Linked DNA regions of Anser cygnoides: region 1 is linked to region 2. A link is a contact called in public Hi-C data. All regions are on one chromosome and are shown on one strand. The core of a region is the stretch at or near the end of the contact, and the rest is flanking DNA. Distances in the headings are between cores, read along the strand shown. Region 1 holds the start of MAIP1 (matrix AAA peptidase interacting protein 1). Region 2 holds the start of KCTD18 (potassium channel tetramerization domain containing 18).

The links. Hi-C and Micro-C count contacts between places; a contact is called where the count stands out from the background.
Region 1: a contact with region 2 is called in a Hi-C map of liver, with 2.2 times the contacts expected there. The contact joins the promoter of MAIP1 here to the promoter of KCTD18 in region 2. A contact is called at or near these places in 3 of 7 Hi-C or Micro-C datasets (granulosa cells and liver).

The regions. Positions count from the first base shown.
Region 1 is chr6:2,203,074-2,207,599 of Taihu_goose_T2T_genome, forward strand. MAIP1 (matrix AAA peptidase interacting protein 1) reads right to left here and starts at 2,905. Exons shown (of 5, transcript XM_013187443.3): 1 at 2,527-2,905; 2 at 1,177-1,248. The coding sequence starts at 2,871. TYW5 (tRNA-yW synthesizing protein 5) reads left to right here and starts at 2,948. Exons shown (of 8, transcript XM_013187619.3): 1 at 2,948-3,106. The coding sequence starts at 3,020.
Region 2 is chr6:2,026,081-2,031,055 of Taihu_goose_T2T_genome, forward strand. It overlaps KCTD18 (potassium channel tetramerization domain containing 18), which reads left to right and starts at 2,563. Exons shown (of 3, transcript XM_066999315.1): 1 at 2,563-3,004; 2 at 4,581-4,770. The coding sequence starts at 2,563. It overlaps SGO2 (shugoshin 2), which reads right to left. Exons shown (of 12, transcript XM_066999564.1): 2 at 1,049-1,156.

The sequences.
Region 1 (4,526 bases), core at 1,655-4,154, 180 kb after region 2:
ACAGCCATAGTATTTGAGCATCCTAAAATCTACACAACTGTGTTAAATAGAAAGGGTGTGGTGCACTACTTGAACAGAAGCATCACCAAGAAGGATGAAGCCATGCAGCACGTTTTTAACCTGTATTCAGTTTTTAATCCTAACTTGAATTGCCCCTTTGGAAAAATAGGCAAATCCAGAGGTCATGTGGAAGCAAGAGGCATCTTCACTAGAAGACACTGGCTTCTAGTGCATGGTAGGTATAAATTCCACTGGACAAAGCAATTAAGTAGTGTAGTATCAGAGCTTCAGCCACTACACACATTATGAGTCTCTGGAGCAATATTATCCCTAATCACCTGAAGAATTTAAGGCGAGCAGAGGAAGAGGAGATACTCTTTCAAAGCAACTATTTTATTATTATTACTCACATTTTATTCCTATCTCTGCTTAAAGAAGAGGTTAGATTGTCCAGTGGGGATGTACTAGAACAGTGACAACATTTTTGTTGCAAAGGCATGAGTACCAATAGGACAGGCCAAGCTGACATCCATTAACATCCATTAACAGGGCAGACACAGACCTGAGGCATATTCTCCACTTGAATCTGATGCATCTGCTACCTCTGTCCTCTGGGAAGGCCAAGAGAACTTCAGCAATTAAAAATTCACAAAGATATAGAACACAGACAACACTGTTATTTAACTAGCCAGGTCAGTCATGTTCCTGCGACCATGACAAAAGACTGAGGCCTCCCAGTTGAGACCAAGAACTGGCTATATGATATGCCTGTGGTGGGAATGTATTGGGGCAGCAATGAAGAACACAAATCAGTTCCTTCATCTGAATTCTGGTGCACACACTGAAAGTTTCAGCTATCTGCTTACACCAACAGGGGTATGCAAATCCACCAACTTTCAAATCCCTTCTGGTACACCAGCAATCTTTTTTGCAATTGGTCCCTATGCTTAGTGGCAAGGACATTATTATTATTATTTTCCTATACAGTAACTCTAAATTAATTTTCATGCCTTGAAATTAAACAAAAAGCTGCAAGACAATCACCCTATTCAATGTTATGCTGTTTTTCCCCATTTAAACCAAACTGGCAGTGCTTGTAGATACTGACAGGCTGAATACATATTGCTTCATAATGGAAAATATCAATTGGCAGAACTAGAGATGGGAAGCACTTACCTCTGCTGACACAAGTCCATCTAGCAGATCAAGTTTACGCTGAGACAGCAGCTGTGAAACAACAGAAAAGGCCTACCAAAAAAAGAGAGAAATAATACATGAATTTTAGATTAGCTTATTTTTTCAGACAAATCCATCATTATAGGACAGGCTACCTAAATATTCCATGATTTAAGTCTACACTGCTTGCAGAGTATATCAACATTGATATGGGACCCCTCCAGCTTTAAAAAAAAATGTTATTCTATTAGCTGATAAAAACATAAGGTTTCTTTTCCACCTTATTTAGAGCATGAAACTTTCTGCAGGCAAATTAATGTCTTAATAAAAAAATTGCAGTAACCTATGAATTGTTTTTATTCTTTCTTTCTTCTGGTAATTCAAACTGTGTCTTTCCCTGTAAGTATTCTCCTCCCTAACCTGCACCTTTTCTTAGCCCAGTGTCAGTCAAAACAGAAGCTCAGATCTAAAAAAAAATAATTTATAAATCTAGTCTAGTCCCTAAACCTGGGAGGAACACAACATCCCTTTTTCCTTAATTCTGTAGGTATAATTACATACAACACCTCTGTGCGTGCAAATATTGTGCTTGTTAAATGCTGACAGCATGTTTAAGGCCTTAAAGTAAAAATAAACAAGAACAGGGCAAAGTAAAACAGGTAGGTCTCCACACACTGCAACTTATGTGTTTTTTTTTTAAAGGTCTCAAACATATTAACATTGTCCTCATCATCTGTTTTTCTGTTTCTTTTTTAATCAAACACAATAACTTACATTTCACTGCTAGCAGTACTAGTTTTCCATGACCAGCTTTGAGAACTGACGCATTTTGTTGACACGGGTTGTCAGGTTCATAATCTTGGAAAAGCAGATATATGAAACAATTCTACAACCGCCTAACCTTCATAATTTTACAAGAAAAACAGCTACAATAACATATATATCATCCTAAAATCCCTAAAATATTAAGAAATGCTTTTCTTTATACTACTTCATGGGATAGTAGAATATATGACTTTGGGATCTAGAGAAATAAAACAAAACCTTGCAAACTCTCCCTCAGATGGGGGAGACAACCCACGCTTCTGGCCACTCTGGCTTCCCCCAGCCGTGAGGCACTTCAGGACACAGGCAGAAAGCCGCCTATACCTGACAGGTGAGCTGCAAGGCACCAGCGGGCCTCGGGACGAGGCCGGCGCGCACCGACGCAGGCCGAAAGGCAGAGCTCGTTGCGGGGCTCTCCTCAGACTCTCCTCACTGGGCGGCTGCCACCGTTTTTTGGGGCTCTTCTAATGACGGGCGCCCCCCACACAAGATGAGGGGCTCCCGGCAGCCCGCCCGCCCCCTCACCTGCTTGGCGCCCCGCGTGAACTCCTCGACGCTGAACTCGGGGTCGAAGTAGAGGCGGATGAGCAGGTAGTAACAGCGGGTGCGCAGCCAGGCCAGCGGGCTGGTGATCCGCACCACCACCACCCGCCGCCGCGGCCCCTCGGCCTCTGGCCCACGCCCCTGTGTGCTGGCGAAGCGGGCGGCGGACCCGAGCGGCCGGGGCCCCGCCGGGCGGCGGACCCAGTTCCAGGCCGGGACCAGGGCCGAGACGGCGGAGGCGACCGGCGGGGCCCGGGCCGCCCCCGGAGCCGCGAGCGCCCGCCCCAGCCAGCGGCTGGGCCCGGCAACCCCGCGCAGCGCCATCATGGCGGCGGCCGTGCCCCCTCCCGTCCCTCAGCGCGGCCGTTCCGTGCGCTCAACGGGAAACACAGGCGGCTCCCCCCGTTCCGCCGCCGCGCTGCGCTCCGGGCGCCCCTTGCCGGGGGGACCGGCGGGCGCCGGACCGGCAGCGAGCATGGCGCAGCGGGGGCAGGAGGCGGTGGCGGTGCCTAGCCTGGGCGGCGTGGGCCGGGAGCGCTTCCTGCAGGACGTCTACCCCCAGGTACGGCCCCGCAGCCCTCCCAGAGAGGAGCCCAGGTCAGGGTTCGGCTTTTTGTACACGGCCTCCTCTTTCGCAGTTGCTGGGGGAAGTCTTGGTTCAGTCCCTGTAGAGGGCTGCTTGCAAGCGGAGTGTGGCCGCAGGTGTTTCACTTAAGGCCTGACTGGAGGTGCCATCTGCCTCGGGGAGGTGTATCGTTTCACAAGTAACTTACGGAGAAATAAACCTGCTTTCCAAAGCAATTAGTTGGAGATGGGATGTTCCCTTCACTAGAGGAACACTAGTCCGGTCACTAGTGGAGTCCCCCAGGGCTCGGTACTAGGGCCAGTCCTCTTTAATATCTTTATTGATGATCTGGATGAGGGCGTCCAGTGCACCCTCAGTAAGTTTGCAGATGACACCAAGCTAAGTGCGTGTGTCGATCTGCTCGAGGGCAGGAAGGCTCTGCAGGAGGATCTGGATAGGCTGGAGCGATGGGCTGAGGTCAACTGCATGAAGTTCAACAAGGCCAAGTGCCGGGTCCTGCACCTGGGCTGCAACAACCCCAAGCAGAGCTACAGGCTGGGAGATGAGTGGCTGGAAAACTGCCTGGCCGAGAAGGACCTGGGAGTATTGGTGGATAGTCGGCTGAATATGAGCCAGCAGTGTGCTCAGGTGGCCAAGAAGGCCAACGGCATCCTGGCCTGTATAAGAAGCAGTGTGGCCAGCAGGTCGAGGGAAGTGATTGTGCCCCTGTACTCGGCTCTGGTGAGGCCGCACCTCGAGTACTGTGTTCAGTTTTGGGCCCCTCGCTACAGGAAGGACATGGACGTGCTCGAGCGAGTCCAGAGAAGGGCGACCAAGCTTGTGAGGGGTCTGGAGAACAAGTCTTACGAGGAGCGGCTGAGGGAGCTGGGCTTGTTCAGCCTGGAGAAGAGGAGGCTCAGGGGCGACCTCATCGCTCTCTACAGTTACCTGAAAGGAGGCTGTAGAGAGGTGGGGGTTGGTCTATTCTCCCACGTGCCTAGTGACAGGATGAGGGGGAATGGGCTAAAGTTGCGACAGGGGAGTTTTAGGTTGGATGTTAGGAAGTACTTCTTTACCGAAAGGGTTATTAAGCATTGGAACGGGCTGCCCAGGGAGGTGGTGGAGTCACCATCCCTGGAGGTCTTTAAAAGACGTTTAGATGTAGAGCTTAGGGATATGGTTTAGTGGAGTACTTAGTGTTAGGTTGGAGGTTGGACTCGATGATCTTGAGGTCTCTTCCAACCTAGAGAAATCTGTGAATCTGTGAACAGAAATAGTTTGGGTTAGAAGCCTGGTACTAAAGATAATTTCTTACATCATGATCCATTAAAATGAACGTAAGCTTAGGAGCAAGGAATTTCTAGAGGCAAATTCCTTCCAAATTGCTGAAAAGCTCTGGCATGTGATTGGTGACTTA
Region 2 (4,975 bases), core at 1,313-3,812:
TTGTATCTTAATAGATATCTACACATCCATCTCTGAGAAAGATCTTAGTTGAGGAATTAATCCCCTGGGGTCTAGTAAAGCATGAGCTATGACTAAAGAACTTTTGTGGGGAAGATTATTCAGAACAGCTTGTCCCCATGCAGATTTTCTGATGTCCAAAAAGACTCAAGCTCACACTTACAGCTTTTCCTGAAATTATAGTATTAATATTTTCCTCTAATCACATTCTTTCTTGCAAAAGTTTAATGAAAATTTGTTTCTTAATGCCTCTTCTCTGTCAAATTTGACCGAAATTGATAAACTGAAATGCAAACATATAGAGGATGAATTCGTTAGTCTGGCTTCCTTTGGAAAGTAGTCAAAAAGTCCCCATGTTTGTATACCAAGAACATGCAGCTCAAAATGCAGTTTGCTTGTGCAGCATGCTTCTATACCAAGTACTTGCATTTCTAAGCTTGAACAGTAAAAATATTTCTGACGGTGAAATGTGAGGTCCAAAACTTAACATTCACATGTATATTGCTTTTGTATATTAACTGAAAGCATGTATACTGTTCTGGACTCTCAATTCAGAAACACTGACTGGAAGGAACCTCACTCAGAATTTCTGAGGAAAAAAACAAGCCTGCCTGAAGACATAAACAAGCATGGGAAGTTACATCTTAATAAGGTGAATGTTTTAAAGAGTGTGAAAGACTGGATGCTGTCACTTAAATTACTTTGCAACTTGATAATGATGGATACATTTAAGTTGCAGATGCTATGTATGAACCGTTCCCAGTAAGTATGGGACAACACACATTATGTCCTTTCTAAAGATACAGTTAGAACAGACACCATTATTCCACAGAAATAATCTACTATGTATATTTCCACTTATTTTAGAGGAAGTCTAACATCCAGCAATTATCAGTCTGTATCATAATTCAGTGTCAAGTTGTAACTTGTGTGCTTACTAATTAATTAGGCACCAAACATTAAAGAACATAATTTCCTTCATCTTTCTGGTAAGAACCTACAGGCCAGAAATTCAAGCACCTGTTCTGACCTGGCTTCTGGGTACTTCTGTAGCAAAGTCATGTTCAAAGAGCACATAGGATCCATGGCCCCCACATAGTATTTTCTTCCTTTGCTGCACCTGTTGCATGCTGAGTTGCTAAGAAAAAGGAAATGTGAAATATTTACTGTAGCTCTAACTGACATTCTAATAAAATCAGAATTAAGACAAAAAGAAGCAAGTTCTAAGTAGCAGGAAATCTGAGTAACACAATTTCAAACAAAATTTATTATATTCCTACTATAGCCAGATACAACATGACTTAGACGCTTCTTTCCTTTAATGTCCTTCACTTGTGACTAGAGGAAAGTCTGAATTATAAGACTATGGCCCTAAATAACTGAAACTGCAGTAACATATACATATTTTGATATTCTTAAAATCAAACTGTAGTAATAGACCAGACTATTTTAACACAGCTAACCGTGCAGTGGAAAATGTAGTTGTTCTGCAATTATTTGTTATGGATCCTTTAATTTGGTTCTTTGGTAGATAAACTTGTGGTTGAAATTTTAAATGCTTTAAATATGGTGGTGAAACACTTCTAAAATAAAATGTTGAATAATAATTTAAAAAAGGACTATGAAGGATAAAAATCAGTATGAATTGTTGATATATAACTGAGTTAATTTGCTAGGTAAACAGATAAACTACTTAAATACAATATGGGCACATTTCTTATGGAGTGTAAAGTTAACTGCATTCTTGCTAAGCTGCAGGTATCAATTAGAATATGTTATTAATTTTCTAGGTTTTGTTACCTCTAACTCTATTTTCTACACAGTCAGCTCATACTTTCCAGAAAGTTTGTAGAACCACAGAGTTTGTCACTGTTAAATTTTGTACAGTTACTAATTATTTAGCGTTTGTATCCATAATGATACAAATTACACATACGGGTAGCATATGGTAAAGCATAAAATAAGCTCTTCTTTATGTGCTTACATAATATAACATTGTCTAGTTTGTCCTTAACTATTTTTAAAAAAATGAAGATGCATCTTAGAAGTATTTTTCATATTTATTGATGTTTTCCATAAGGAGGCTGAGACAAGAGCATGAGAATCTAATATTTCACCTTTCTGTTCATGCATGCATTTTGGTGAGCGAACAACCATATTTCAGACATAATTTCTTTTAAAAGGACATTTTTAAGGACACTAAGTCTTTATAAAGTGACTGTATGGGTGAAGCACCCATGACTATAAATTGACTATAGGTGAAGCACCTAGCAGCCTCTACTTATTGGGGCTATTTTAAAGCATTAATGGTTTACTTTTTAACAAGAATTGTGCAAGCCTGAAGCAGAAAAAAATAAATAAAAAAGGATTTCACATACAAGCATCAGGAAAATAAAATAAAATCTGTAATGCCTGTGTTCACATATGTTATCTAAAGCTAAACAGACTGCTGCTGTCCCTGAAGCAAGGAAGTTGGCCTGCTCAAAGGGACAAGCAACCACATTCAGTCAGTCCAGAAAAGACTGGCTGACCTGAAATTATTTTTCTGCTTTTAACCATAGCAGAACTTTTCCTTCATCATGCTCAGATCATGTATCAGTACCACATTATCCTTGTGAAAACACCTGTCTCAATGAGTGCTGCAATTCGGGATGTGCCATCCCAGGCAAAACAAACACCCATCACCCGGGCTTCCACACTGGGCTGAAGCGGAGGGCGAGGACACCAAAACCGTGCCCGAGGGACCCCGCCGGTGCAGAGGAGGCAGGGGGCGCCTACTCCCCGCACCTTGAGGCCGGGCCGGCCGGCGGAGAGCCCGGCCGGGAGCTGCCGCCGCGGCCGCCCAGCACAAGGGCTGCCCCGCTTCCCTCGTCGCTCACACACCTCTGGCCCAGCCCTTCCTGCCGCCATTTTGCGGAGCCGAGCAGTCCCGGCAGCGGCCCGGCCCGGCCCGTCAGGCCCGGGGAGGCGGGACGCGGCGGTGCAGGTAACGCGGGCCGCCGGCCCTGGGCGCAGAGCGGGCTGACGGGCCGCCCTCCCCGCCTCGTGCGCGCCGAGGCCTGGCCTGTTGTGGGCCGGCCGGCGGCCCCCGGCGAGCGGGGGGGGGCTTTCCCGTCCTGCAGGCCGGCTCCCCGCAGACAAGAGGGGAGAGCCCTAGCCTGCTGCGGGGGCAGCTTTTAAACGAGTGGTTTCCATCGGCCTCCTCGAGGGGCTGCGGTCAAATCAGCTGGTTTTGGTGAAGCAGTAGCAGTTGCCGGGAAGAAAGCGCATACTGCGAGTTAACTGCTCCTTAGAGTTCATGATCTAAGAAAAAACCAAACTTTTGAAGATTTTCTTCTGATTCGTGTGCCAAGTATTTTCTGTTCACGCAGGACCCCTCATCCTGCAGGGAGCTCAAGGCAGATGCAAGCACGGGATGTGTGGCATTAGTGATGTGACAGCTTCAACCACTAATTAAAGCAGTCTTAATTAAAGATCAGATTTTTTAAAAGCCAAGTTATTAGTACAAAATTATTGTACTTTTAGTGCTTTGAACTGCACTCAGATTAAGAGTTCCCAGAATGCATTTTTTTTTACTGTACTTCCAGTGCTCTTTTCACACATACTGACCACAAAATCCTGCTTACCCATTTGCCTCAAAAGATTAACTTTGCATTTTCCTAGCAATATAAAATACTGTTACACCTTCAAGTAAAGGTGTAGATTATTTGGCATTTTGCACCAATACATGTCCAGAACTGTCTCCAAAGCTGTTGTACAATTTTATGTAAAAAATCCGTAAGTGCTAACACTTCGATCCGTGTGCAGTACGTTCAGTCTTAACTAGTATTAGTTTTATTTTTATCTGTTACAGGTTTGAATAGCTCATAATTAACATTATTATCTGCAAATGCAATGGAAGATGGCAAGACTGAAGATGGGCAGGGTATTCTACGACTTAATGTACGAGGATGTTTATATACTGCCAGACGCGAGTCTTTATGCCGCTTTAAGGATTCAATGCTAGCTTCCATGTTTAGTGGACACTTTCCTCTGAAAATGGATGAATCTAGTAAATATGTTCAAGCTACACATAAAACATTCTGACTAGAGAGCTCTGTGGCAAATATATGCATTTATATATGCATTTTATTGTATATATCTTCTCCCAATCTGCTGAGCATCAGTTGTTTAGTTGAATTCCAGGATTTAAAACAATTATGCATGCATGACTTTATGAGTAATTCATCTGAATTCTGTGGGACACTTCCTGTTTGCAAACACACGTGTTTTTACAGTGCTTAGCCTTTCCTTGTCACAGTCAAAAACTATCAAATATACTACTACAGTAGTATTTTTGCAAAAATTCCAAACACAGAGTTCTTCACTGCACTATAAATTTTATCTTCATGTATTCCAGTGAAACAAAGTAGTAGTTTTAAAAGAATAGACAAAGTATACTTATTCCTCCTAAGTAAACAAGTTTTTTATAAAGGCTTTACTTGGTGATTTGGTAGAATGTGACAAATCTGTCTTCACTTGTTGGAAGCAGTATTTTTAAATCATTGTATTTATGATTTCAGGGGCTCGTCTAATCGATCGAGATGGAAACCTATTTAAATATCTTTTGGATTATCTCCATGGAGAAGTTCGGATTCCTAAAGATGAACAAATTCGAATTGCATTGCAGGAGGAAGCAGATGATTTCGGCATCCCTTATCCTTACAGCCTGACTGACCATCTGGCCAGCGAAATTGAGACATATTCTTTAAGGTAAAACATAGAGCTTAAAAAGGTCTTGACATTTCTTATATTTTTGAATATACATTCTAAGCTACAACATTCATTAGCATCAGATACTAAAACTAAGTATGCACAAGTGAGCACTTTTTAATCACCACTTCAAATCACCACCAAATTCAGAGTTTTTGGATAAGAAATTGTAATATTGATAATACAGTCATGGTCATCAAGGATA